2 separate regions of the Macaca mulatta genome follow, and region 1 is linked to region 2. Evidence: chromatin contacts called from public Hi-C data. All regions are on one chromosome and are shown on one strand. The core of a region is the stretch at or near the end of the contact, and the rest is flanking DNA. Distances in the headings are between cores, read along the strand shown.

What was found. Hi-C and Micro-C count contacts between places; a contact is called where the count stands out from the background.
Region 1: a contact with region 2 is called in a Hi-C map of fetal cortex germinal zone, with 2.1 times the contacts expected there. The contact joins the promoter of RTN4RL1 here to the enhancer-like site in region 2. A contact is called at or near these places in 5 of 14 Hi-C or Micro-C datasets (cortical neurons, fetal cortex germinal zone, fetal cortical plate and 2 more).

Annotation. Positions count from the first base shown.
Region 1 is chr16:3,572,377-3,578,575 of T2T-MMU8v2.0, forward strand. It overlaps RTN4RL1 (reticulon 4 receptor like 1), which reads right to left and starts at 2,877. Exons shown (of 2, transcript XM_015118194.3): 1 at 2,396-2,877. The coding sequence starts at 2,408.
Region 2 is chr16:3,461,590-3,467,439 of T2T-MMU8v2.0, forward strand. No RefSeq gene overlaps it. Among named protein-coding and RNA genes, the nearest start is that of RPA1, 86 kb to the left of the region's middle. Within about 2 kb of position 2,657, at least 9 of the 40 cell types and tissues checked have an H3K27ac peak or open chromatin away from gene starts, as enhancers often do. A contact at or near this core is called in cortical neurons, fetal cortex germinal zone and fetal cortical plate, where this site is marked.

The sequences.
Region 1 (6,199 bases), core at 1,627-4,126, 110 kb after region 2:
GCTTGGAGACTTTGGGAATAATTCTAGAAGCAGACACTTGAATGGCCACCTCCCTGGGCATTAGCCTCAGGCATGCTTTTGGCTTTGGGCGCCTACCTAGAATCCATACAGAGAATCTGAGTGTCCTATACAGGTGTGCAGAAGAAACAAATCCAAAGGATCAGGATCTGGGGCCAAGAGAGAAAACTGCCTGCCCAGGAAAGAACCAACACAAGTCCTCTGTCCACACAATGTCCTAGGGGCAGTCTCCAGGTCCCCAGGCTGAGCCCAGCCTAGTGAAGGGCTTCTCTTCTCTGCTTCCTTTGGGCCAATTCAGGTGGAAACCTATCGGTGGAACCTCTTCAGCCAACCAGGCTGTGCAGGAAGGAAAAAACAGCCCGAGTAGCAAACACACGTGACTGCTAAGCCTCCAGTGGCCACCTCTTGTGCAGGGTAAGGAGGCTCCCCCCGGGAGCCGCCTCCACAATGCAATGGGCTCATCCATAGCTGGGCCTCTGGCTAGCTAGGGTGGGAGAGAAAGGTTCTTGGAGGCTGCTGGAGCCTCCCTGGGCACCTAAACCATATAAATAAAGTGCGTGGGCTGCTTGGTGGCTCATTTTTAACTATAAACTGCCAAAAGACAAAAGACCAAAAGGGAAATGAGATGTCAGTTCCTCTCCATTATCCCTATCACAGACCTGCAGCCCAGACATGGCGGCCTCTTTAGAGGTGCCCGGGAAGTCTTCCCGACTGGGGCAAGTTTGCATGCTCCAGGCCCAAGTTTCTCAGACCTGGGCTCGTGCTCAGCTCTGTAAAAAGCACCTTCTCTGTGCAAAGACACTTTGGCCAGCACTGCTCGGTTGCTGAAAGGACTTTTTGTGCCTTTCTGCAGGGAAAAGGAGGATCTGGGGTGTGTCTGCAAAGCGGTTTCTCCAACTAGCCCCAGAGACTCTTCCACACCACAGCGGAAGACAGCCAGCGTTTCCCCCTGCACTGCACCGACCCACGTGGAGGGCACAAGTCACACGCAAGTTTGTGACTCTTCCAAGACGACGGGGCAACTCAGCTTCCTCGGTCCGCCCAAGCTGCGACCACCAAACGGCCTTTACCGCCCCACCAAAGGCGTGGTTCCTCCACCCACCTGTCTGACCTGCTTATATCTGGGTCTCCGCCATCACCTCCACATCTGCTTCTCTCCGCCCATCTTAGGGCTTCGCTTCCCCCCCTCCCCCACCTCCCCTACCTCCCCCACCTCCACCCCCTCCCCGTGCGCGTTTTCTCCTTCCCCATCCTGCTGTGAGGTCAGAATCCTGTGCTTACGACACCTCGGTCTGTTGCCATGGAAACAGGGGCGGATTAAGGCTGGAGCGCGGAGCGCAGGGATCAGGCCCCTCCGCTACCTGAGCTCCCGCCTCAGCCGGCTCCCGCAGGGCCGGGGCAGCCAACCGCAGGCCCCGCGGCTTCTCAGCCTCCCGGCCGGGCCAGGCGCGGGGAGATCCCGGCGGGGCGCCACAGCCCGCTCGGACCTGGGAGGGGAGAGAGGCAGACGCAGAGGCTGGAACAGCTGGTGGCGGGGCCCGTGGGCTCCCGGCGTGATCACTTGCCCTCCCAGGGCCCGGGGGACGGCGCCCAGCGTGGCAACCACGTGGGGCCGCGGCGGAACTTCCCCGGTGCCCGCACCAACTTTGCCGCGCTCGGTACTGGGCCAGGCTGCCGGGGCGTCTAGCTAAGGTGGTCGCGAAGCCAGCTGTCCTCAAGTTGAGCTGGGCACCGGTCGCGCACACTGGCGGCACGGCCTTCGCGTCCCTCCACTCCCAGCATAAGGAAAGTTTGAGGAACTGGACATCAGGCGCTGGCTGCTCCCCACCCTCAGCAGCTGGGTGCCCAGAGCCCATCCCTGGGGATCAGAGCAGGACTGCAGAGAAGACGTCCGCGTCCGGGCCTCGTCTGGGGAGCTAGGGCGCGCGGGGAGCGCCCGGGCCGCGCGGTCACTGACCGCTGGCTGCACAGGAGCGCCGTGCGGACTCGGCCTCCACAAAGCGGCAGAAGCAAGGGCGTGTGCCCGCGCAGGGGATGGAGCCTGCAAGTGCAAAACTTTATCACAGCAAAGCAAAGGTCCCAGGAGGCCGGCTCCCCTTCCACCACCGGCCGCTCACTCTGGTCTCCGACTGACCCCTCCGGGCCTGATCTCTAGGCCTGGCCACTCGATCCATGGAGCAAACCCCGTGTCTCACAACTGGCCACCGACGGGAGCTGAGCCCCAGCAGCAGCCCCTCGGCGGGTGCGCCCGGCAAAACCCACCAGCCCGCCGGGGGCTACTTCCCGGATCGAGAGCCCCAGCGCCGGGCGGCTCCAGGGCTCACGGCTCTTTCCTGAGCGCATTCAACTTCAACTTGCCCCTGCGGCTCCAACTCACCTTTGCGAAGCATGTTGGCCACGGGGCCGCCGCTCCGAGGTCGGCCTAGGCGCACTCCCTCCCGGGGTCCAGATTCAAATCCCTGGGCGCCAGCTGCAGCTAATCCGAGCGCGTTGAGGCGGGGGCAAGCCGGGGATCCGCTCGTGCCCGGTGGCCCGGCCCCTCAGGGGCATGGTGAGCTCCAGCCCCGCGCCGAGGACACCGGCGCCCGCAAGCAACCGTGGTGCTGCCCGGCAGCCCCGCGCGCTTGCTCAGCCCCGGGGCGAGCGGCTTGCTCCGCGGAGCCGGCGGCCTGCTTCTGCCACCCGGAGCACTTTGCAGGCGGTTTTGAGGGGGGACGCCGCCCCCTGGCCGGCCGGTCGCAGCCCCCTCCTCTCCGCCCCCTCGGACCACCGCCGCCGCGGCTGCTGCAAAAGGGCGCTCGCACGCACCGCCGAGCTCCGGGGAAAGCGCCCGGCGCGCGTTTGCAGGACCGAGCGATCGGCGGAGCGGGGCGCCTCCCTTCCTCCCCCCCACCCCGGCTTCCCCCTCCTCTCCTCCTCCCTCCCTCCTTTGCTCGCTAGCTCCCTCCCTCTCGCTCCGCTCCCCGCCCCCGCTCACGGAGCGCCTCCCATACAAAATTTATGAAAGTGCTCTCAGCTCGCAGTGCCGAGCGCCGTCCTATTCCCAGGGCAGCAGCGCTCAGCCGCGCGGCGCCGCCTCCCAAGGTGTTTTCACTGCACCCGCCCCCGGGGAAGATCCTCGGCCGGCGTCCGTCCAGGCACCTGCCCCAGTCCCCAAGCCGGTCCTCGGGCCACTCCACGCCCCTCCCCGGCCCCGCAGGCCTCCCGGAGCCCGAACCCGCAGCCCAGCCCCCGCCCGCTCGCCCTTCGCGGCTGGAGGTCATCGGGAGAGGCGGCTGGGACGCGAGGACCGCCCAGAGTCTGGATCGCGAGTGCGCTCCCTGCCCCGTCTCCTCCCTGGCCAGCGCCCCTTCTCCCAGTCTCGACGGCTCTTCCCCGCACTGAGCAGCTCCAGCGAACCCGGCTGCCCCGCACCCCGAGTCCCAGGACACTGTTCTTTTGTGGGGAGAGGAGAGGAGCAAGCCATTCGGGAAGGGTCAGCTGCAAATTCCAGGGAGAAGGAAGGACCCGTGCGGGCTCGGGTGGGCTGTCTCCGCCTGGGTCGGGTGGGGGGGGTCTCTGATCTCCCTTGGTCCACACAGACCCCTCCAGGGGTTTGCGGAAAATAGAGGAGACGCCCCTTGGAAAGCGGGTCCCGCAGGGGCCTGTTGGGCTGAGGGAAGAGAAGGTTCGGGCCAGGCGAGATCCTGGGTGGAGGCGGCACCCTCTGCTGGCCTGAGATCAGAGGGATTCGAAGGGAAGGAAAAGTGGATGGACCAAGGCTCTCATTCAACACACATTCACCGAAGGCTCAGCATGTGTGGGGCACTGCCGTGGCTAAAAATTCAGCAGACGAAAAAGGCTTGTCTTTGCCCTGTCCTCAAGGAGTTTCCTTTTTTTTTTTTTTTTTTTTTTGAGATGGAGTCTGGCTCTGTCGCCAAGGCTGGAGTGCAGTGGCCGGATCTCAGCTCACTGCAAGCTCTGCCTCCCGGGTTTACGCCATTCTCCTGCCTCCGCCTCCCAAGTAGCTGGGGTTACAGGCGCCCGCCACCACGCCCGGCTAATTTTTTGTATTTTGAGTAGAGACGGGGTTTCCCTGCGTTAGCCAGGATGGTCTGGATCCCCTGACCTCGTGATCCGCCCGCCTGGGCCTCCCAAAGTGCTGAGATTGCAGACGTGAGCCACCGCGCCCGGCCGAGTTTCCATTTTAATAGGGACCAAATGAGGAAAGTCCAGAGAAGATGGGAAGATGGTGCTTAGAAGAAAACAAGCAGAATATTATTCTGAAGCTGACACAGGGGTAGGGGTGGCAGTGAAGGAAAGTTGCTCTGAGCAGGTGACATCCAAGCAGAAATCCAATTGAATCCCTCCTTGTAGGAAAAGGTGACATGATGGGAAGGTCAAAAAGGTCAGGGCTGGGCACGGTGGCTCACACCTGTAATCCTAGCACTTTGGGAGGTGGAGGCAGGCAGATCACGAGGTCAGGAGTTTGAGACCAGCCTGGACAGCATGGTGAAACCCGATCTCTACTAAAAATACAACAATTAGCTGGGTATGGTGGCATGCATCTGTAGGCTCAGCTACGCGGGAGGCTGAGGCAGGAGAATCGCTTGAACCCGGGAGGCAGAGGTTGCAGTGAGCTGAGATCGTGCCACCGCATTCCAGCCTGGGTAACAGAGCGAGACTCTATCTCAAAAAAAAAAAAAAAAAAAAAAGTTCAGGCTGGGCGCGGTGGCTCACACCTGTAATCCCAGCACTTTGGGAGGCCGAGCTGAGCAGATCACTTGAGGTCAGGAGTTCAAGACCAGCTTGGCCAGGGTGAAACCCTGTCTCTATTAAAAATACAAAAATTAGCCAAGTGTGGTGGCACACACCTGTAATTCCAGTTACTTGGGAGGCTATAGGAGAATCTCTTGAACCCAGGAGATGGAAGTTGCAGTGAGCCAAGATCACACCATTGCACTCCTGCCTGGGCAACAGAGCGAGACTCTGTCTCAAAAAAAACCAAAACAAAACAAACAAAAAAAAAGAAGGCCAGTCTGACGTATTCACTCAAACATGCATTTGGTGGCACTGAAGCTTCAGATTTGAGCTAAGGCTCTGGGCTTGGGCTTCCAGAAGCTTCAGGTGTCGTGGGAGAAGAAAGACCCACAAACCATCTTAGAGTTTGACAGAAGTCACAAAGACTGAGAAAGGGCTCTGCTAGCTCTGCCAGGGACTATGGGATAATCAGGAAACAGTCACAGAAGAGGTGCCCTTGGAGTTAGGTCTTGAGAGCTGAGTTCACCACATTGAGAAGGGGGAAGGGCATTCCATGCAGATGCTTGAAGGTGAGAAGTAACCTTGTTCTGAAGATGAATAAGATTGGTCCTTCCTGAGGACCATGGGCTCACACCTATCATCTCACCACTTTGAAAGGCTGGGGTGGGAGGATTGCCTGAGGCCAGGAGTTCGAGAGCAGCCTGGGCAACATAGTTAGACTCCATATCTATTTCAAAAAAATGTTTAAAGATAAAAAAAGATTGATGGCTGCTACTCTGGGCACACTGCCCATGGCCACAGGAGCAGTTAAAAACAACGAAAAAGGATTGGTCCTTCTTGGGGTAGGAACAGAAGGTGAGGCATTCCTTCTCTTAGCCACCAGCTGCACGGCAGTGCTGACCCCACTGCCTGCCTGAGCCCTGACACTGGGGGCTTGAGAGGTCCTCTGTCAGTACACCGAGGCCCAGAGAGGATGAACAACTTGCTCAACGTCACATCACAGATCAGCGATAAAGTGTGGGCCTGATTCAGGGACTGAATGTGGGATAATCCTCCTTCCACCTCCCCAAGCCGCCTCCCCATGACCCCCTAGCCCACAAACTCTAGCATCTTAGGAAAAGTTGGCTGGGGCTGGGCGTGAGTGTGAGAAGCAGAGTTATTTCAGGCCTCAGGAGGGCTGGGTGCTGCCTTGGAGTCCAGCCAGGGGGTGGGGACGAGTGAAGGCGGGTGTTGTGGTGGAATGTGGGGGTGCGCTGTGCCCGCCTTCTTGTCAGGCAGTAATTACTCAGACTGCTGAGTAACTCAGGCAGGGAGACCCCCACAGACAGATGGAGGTGTCCTCGGCCCAAGCTGAATGGCAGCCCCCAATGTCCTGCACTATGGGGTCTTGAGGAAGCATTCTCACATCTGTTCTTCACGTCCAGTTCTCCTAGGCATCATC
Region 2 (5,850 bases), core at 1,407-3,906:
CTTTATAAACCCAGCAGGAGCAGGCTTCCGTTTATTTATCTTTTTTTCTAACTTTGAAAGAAATTGCATCTTGATGTTGTCTGGCCCACAGTGAGTGACTCAAGTACAAATAGTCACCAGGTCAGGCCCAAACCGTAAAGAGAGGGGCACGCAGGAAGAGATAAAATTACAGCCTCTTCCCCCGCCCCCGGCTTTTTAATAGTAACCGAGTTATTTCTGTAAGCCTAGATCCTGCCTCGGCTAGCGCCTTTGGCCCCCTGACCTGGGAGATGCTGCTGTTCCATCTGGGTCAGGCTTCACCCACGATAAAGCTTTTATGAGTAGCCCAGGGGGAGGAGCACATTTTGTTGTTGTTGTTGTTGAGGCGGAGTCTCGCTCTGTCGCCCAGGCTGGAGTGCAGTGGCCGGATCTCAGCTCACTGCACCTCCCGGGTTCACGCCATTCTTCTGACTCAGCCTCCCGAGTAGCTGGGACTACAGGCGCCTGCCACCTCGTCTGGCTAGTTTTTTGTATTTTTTAGTAGAGACGGGGTTTCACCGTGTTAGCCAGGATGGTCTCGATCTCCTGACCTCATGATCCGCCCGTCTCGGCCTCCCAAAGTGCTGGGATGACAGGCGTGAGCCACTGCGCCCAGCCCAGGAGCACATTTCAGTGAAGCTCCCTGAAGTGATTAGCTCTGGAGGTCCCCCGAGGAGGCTGCAGGGAGGGAGGATTTAAGCTGTGGTCAGTAAGAGGCAGCCACAGCTATGAGAGCAACACGTCTGAATGATTTCACCGCAGGGCTGAGCTCATCGTGTTGATACTTTTAGAGCTCATTAGCTTGGGGAGGGGCTGGCATGCTGTACTGGGTCCCCTGGGGATCTGACCTCTCAAAGCAGCTCTTCTTGGATCAACAGGGAGGAAGTCCTCCTAACTCCTTTTCTGCTTCCACCATCAGCACCAAACACCCATCCCCTAGTGAAGGTTTTGAAACATTAACCTGGAACCCAAACCCTCTTAAAAGGCAGCCATTTGACTTTATGAAAATAGGCCGGGCACGGTGGCTCACGCCTGCAATCCCAGCACTTTGGGAGAGTGAGGCAGGCGGATCACCAGGTTTGAAGATTGAGACCATCTTGACTAACACAGTGAAACACCCTCTCGACTGAAAATACAAAAAACTAGCCGGGCGTGGTGGCAGGCACCTGTAGTCCCAGCTACTCGGGAGGCTGAGGCAGGAGAATGGCGGGAACCCAGGAGGCAGAGGTTGCAGTGAGCCGAAATCACGCCACTGCACTCCAGCCTGGGCGACAGAGAGAGACTCCGTCTCAAAAACAAAAAAGGAAAAAAGAAAAGAAAAGAAAACATCTCCCTAATGTCAGCTTCATTAAAAGATGTAACAAAAGAATATCAATGTTTGCTGATAGAAGAATATAACTGTCGGCTGGGCGCGGTGGCTCATGAGTGTAATCCCAGCACTTTGGGAGGCCAAGGCAGGCAGATCGCCTGAGGTTAGGAGTTCAAGGTTAGGCTGGTCAGCATGGTGAAACCCTGTCTCTACTGAAAATACAAAATTAGCTGGGCGTAGTGGCAGGTGCCTGTAATCCCAGCTACTTGGGAGGCTGAGTCAGGAGAATTGGTTGAACCTGGGAGGCGGAAGTTGTAGTGAGCCGAGATCACACCATTGCACTCCAGCCTGGACAACAGAGTGAGACTCTGTCTCAAAAAAAAGAAAAAGAGAATGTAATTGTCTAAGGGTAACAGGCTGGTTATTGCAGACACTTATCTGCAAATAATGGAAGGCAGGTAATGAAGAGGAAGGAGGCCGTGCGCACGGAGCTGGCACAGGTGAGCAGAGCCATTGGCCAGAGTGGTGTTGGGTCGGGGCTGGGCACAGCATAAGGCAAAAGGGCCACACTGCCAGACTCCTCCAAAATCACCATTCCCAGAGTTTCTGCATTCCACAGAGCAGTAGGGTTCCAGAAATAATGTGGAGGGCTTGCCTTGGGTTGCCAGCATTTTGTTTGGCCAATGAGAGACCCCAAGACACAGCAGCTGCTATGCACCAGTCCTGTTGGTTCAGAAAAGAAATAAATATACATATTTTTAAGACAGAGTCTCACTCTGTCACCCAGGCTGGAGTGCAATGATGCGATCTTGGCTCACTGCAACCTCCACCACGCGGTTCAAGCAATTCTTCTGCCTCCGCCTCCCAAGTAGCTGAGATTACAGGCACCCGCCACCAGGCCTGACTAATTTTTTTGTATTTTTTGTAGAGACGGGGTTTCGCCATGTTGACCAGGCTGGTCTCGAACGCCCGAACTCAGGTCATCCACCCGCCTTGGCCTCCCAAAGTGCTGGGATTATAGGCGTGAGCCACTGCGCCCGGCCAAAGAAAGATCTTTTTAGAACACCCTTCTCCCTCCCCAAACCAAAGGAAAAAAAAAAAAAAAACAAGGACATGATTTCAGAATAAAGGATTATCTTTAGATGGAATAAATTTGGCTTAGCAAAAACTCCCTACATTAATGTTTCGTTGCAAATCGGTAAAATCGCAATCACAGGCTCCCCTTGTCTCCAAACTAGCATTTGGAAGCCAGTGTTCCAGAGAGCTTGGAGCCTGCCAGTTGCCACAGCTTTTAGGATGACAAGGAAGCAGATTGCCTGGGTTTAAAATTCCGTTGCCGGCGTCTTCTGGAACCAGCCGCTCCATCCATTTCCCCCACTCCCTCCCCCCATTTTCCTTGTGTGACAGAGTGGAGGCGTAGACGATTGGGTTGAAACCAAATTGGTCACAAGGACAAGCTGGTCAAGAAAGACATTTTCCGCCGCGGCCTTGGCTGTTCCACAAGCCAGTTCTGCCAGGAGAGCCGAGAACTCGTCATCCCCAGGCAGAGCGCCACCTACGTGCCAGGTGGGGGGCGGCGTTGCGGAGGGTGAAGGGAAGGAGTCTGGGCCAGTTCTCAGCCTTTTTCAGGATCTGATGAAAAGGCCGTGTGGGGCCTGCATGCACCTGTGGGCCGAGCTAACAAGGCAGAGGCAGGAGGTTCGCTTGAGCCCGGGAGTTTGAGACCAGCCTGGGCAACAGAGCAAGACCCCGTCTCAAAAACATAAAATTAATTAATAAATAACAATAATTAATAATAAAGGCCGGGCACAGTTGGCTCACACGTGTAATCCCAGCACTTTGGGAGGTCGAGGCAGGTGGATCACTTGAGGTCGGGAGTTTGAGACCAGCCTGCTAACATGGTGAAACCCAACCCCTAAAATACAAAATTATTAAAAATACAAAAATTAGCCAGGCGTGGTGATGGATGCCTGTAATCCCAGCTACTGGGGAGGCTGAGGTAGGAGAATCAGTTGAACCCGGGAGGCGGAGGTTGTAGTGAGCTGAGATGGTGCCACTGTGCTCCAGCCTGGGCAACAGATTGAGACTCTATCTCAAAAAAATTAAAAAAAAAAAAAAAAAAAGCTTTTGGCCTGGCACGGTGGCTCACGACTGTAATCTCAGCACTTTGGGAGACCAAGGTGGGCGAATCACAAGGTCAAGAGATCAAGACCATCCTGGCTAACACAGTGAAACCCCGTCTCTACTAAAAATACAAAAAATTAGCCGGGTGTGGTAGCGGGCACCTGTAGTCCCAGCTACTCGGCAGGCTGAGGCAGGAGAATCGCTTGAACCCAGGAGGCAGAGGTTGCAGTGAGCCGAGATCATGCCATGGCACTCCAGCCTGGTGACAGAGCGAAACTGTGTCTCAAAAAAAAAAAAGAAAGAAAGAAAAAGAAAGCTCGCTCTGGAAACCTGCACATTCCAGGGGCCCTGCATTGAATTCCAGGAGGTTTGTGGACACCTCCTTCTTCATCTCCCCAACCTTGTTAGGGGGATTCTGGCCATAAACCCTGCACCTGGGCAAACACTTCTCATTTTCCATTTCTCAGTTCAATGATATAATGATGTTTAAAATCCTTAAGTTTCATTCAGAAATATCCAAGAAAAAAAAAAAAAGGACTATTCCTTCCTTTGTGCCTCTTGGAAGCTTTATTTTTTTCTTTATCAAAATTGTTTGAATATGTGAAAACTTTACCTAAATAGGTAAAATGAATATCATTAACTGAAAACAAAAAATATATATGTTTGGAGCAGAGGTTTAATAGACAAAAGAAAGAGACAGGAGAAAGGTAAACAGCTCTCTGTCTCTAGTGAGAGAGAGGGAACTTCTGACAGGAAAAGGCCCAATTTTTTTTTTCTTTTTCTTTTTTCAGACGGAGTCTCCTTCTGTCGCCCAGACTGGAGTGCGGTGGCACCATCTCGGCTCAGCAAGCTCCGCCTCCCGGGTTCAAGCAATTCTCCTCCCTCAGCCTCCTGAGTAGCTGGGACTACAGGCGCCCGCTACCACGCCCGGCTAATTTTTGTATTTTTAGTGGAGACGGGGTTTCACCATGTTGGCCAGGATGGTCTTGATCTCTTGACCTTGAGATCTGCCCACCTCAGCCTCCTAACGTGCTGGGATTACAGGCCTGAGCCACTGTGCTAGGCCCCAATTTTTTTTTTTTTAGACGGAGTCTCGCTCTGTCACCCAGGCTGGAGTGCAGTGGTGCAATCTCAGCTCACTGCAAGCTCCGCTTCCCGGGTTCATGCCATTCTCCTGCCTCAGCCTCCCCAGCAGCTGGGACTACAGGCACCCACCACCATGCCCAGCTAATTTTTTGTATTTTTAGTAGAGACGGGGTTTCACCGTGTTAGCCAGGATGGTCTCAATCTCCTGACCTCGTGATCCGCCCGCCTCAGCCTCCCAAAGTGTTGGGATTACAGGTGTGAGCCACTGCGCTCGGCCAATATATATTTTTTAATGGCGAACTAACAGGGAGTTACACAAGATATTACCATTAAGGGAAACTGGGTGAAAGGGCTCCAGGACCTCCCTGCACTTTCTTTTTTTCAGCTTCCTGTGAACCTGTAATAATTTCCAAATAAAAAGAAAAAAACTAAGACACATTGTAAAACGTTGTAGTATCACCTAGGATAAATCGATACAGTTTTTAAGCCAATTTGCTATTAGACCATTTAAAATTGGAAACAAAATATTAAAATCCATGAAAATATTCCAGATAAGAAAAGTAGACGTATTTGATTGAAATTAACATGAAAATTTTACGACAATTTTTCAAATGAGTAAAAAACAGTGAAAAGAAAATATAAATTCCAAGGACAGTCCCAGGATTCACAAAAGCTCTTGAGAAGAGGCCCAAAATTGCCACTAGGCCCAGCTTTTTTTTTTTTTTTTTTTTTTTGAGTCGGAGTCTCACTCTGTCACCCAGGCTGGAGTGCAGTGGCAGGATCTCAGCTCACTGCAAGCTCCGCCTCCCGAGTTCACGCCATTCTCCTGCCTCAGCCTCCCGAGTAGCTGGAATTACAGGTGCTCGCCACTACGCCCGGCTAATTTTTTGTATTTTTAGTAGAGACGGGTTTCACCATGTTAGCCAGGATGGTCTCGATCTCCTGATCTCGTGATCTGCCCGCCTCGGCCTCCCAAAGTGCTGGGATTACGTGAGCCATTGTGCTGGCCTATTTTTTGTGGGTTTTTTTGTTCGTTTGTTTTGTTTTTTGTTTTTTGTTTTTTGTTTTTTTTTTCTGTAGCTCGAGAGTCTATGTTGCCCGGGCTGGTCACAAACGTAAGGGCTCAAGTGATCTTCCTGCCTCAGCCTCCTAAAGTGCATGAATTACAAGAGCGAGCCACCACGCCTAGCCTGTGCAGCTAATTAAAACAATATTTTTGGTAGAGCCAGGCACGATGGGTCTACAGCCACTCAGGCTGCCCAGACTGGTCTTGAACTCCTGGGCTCAAAACCAAGGCCAATATTGGGTGCCTA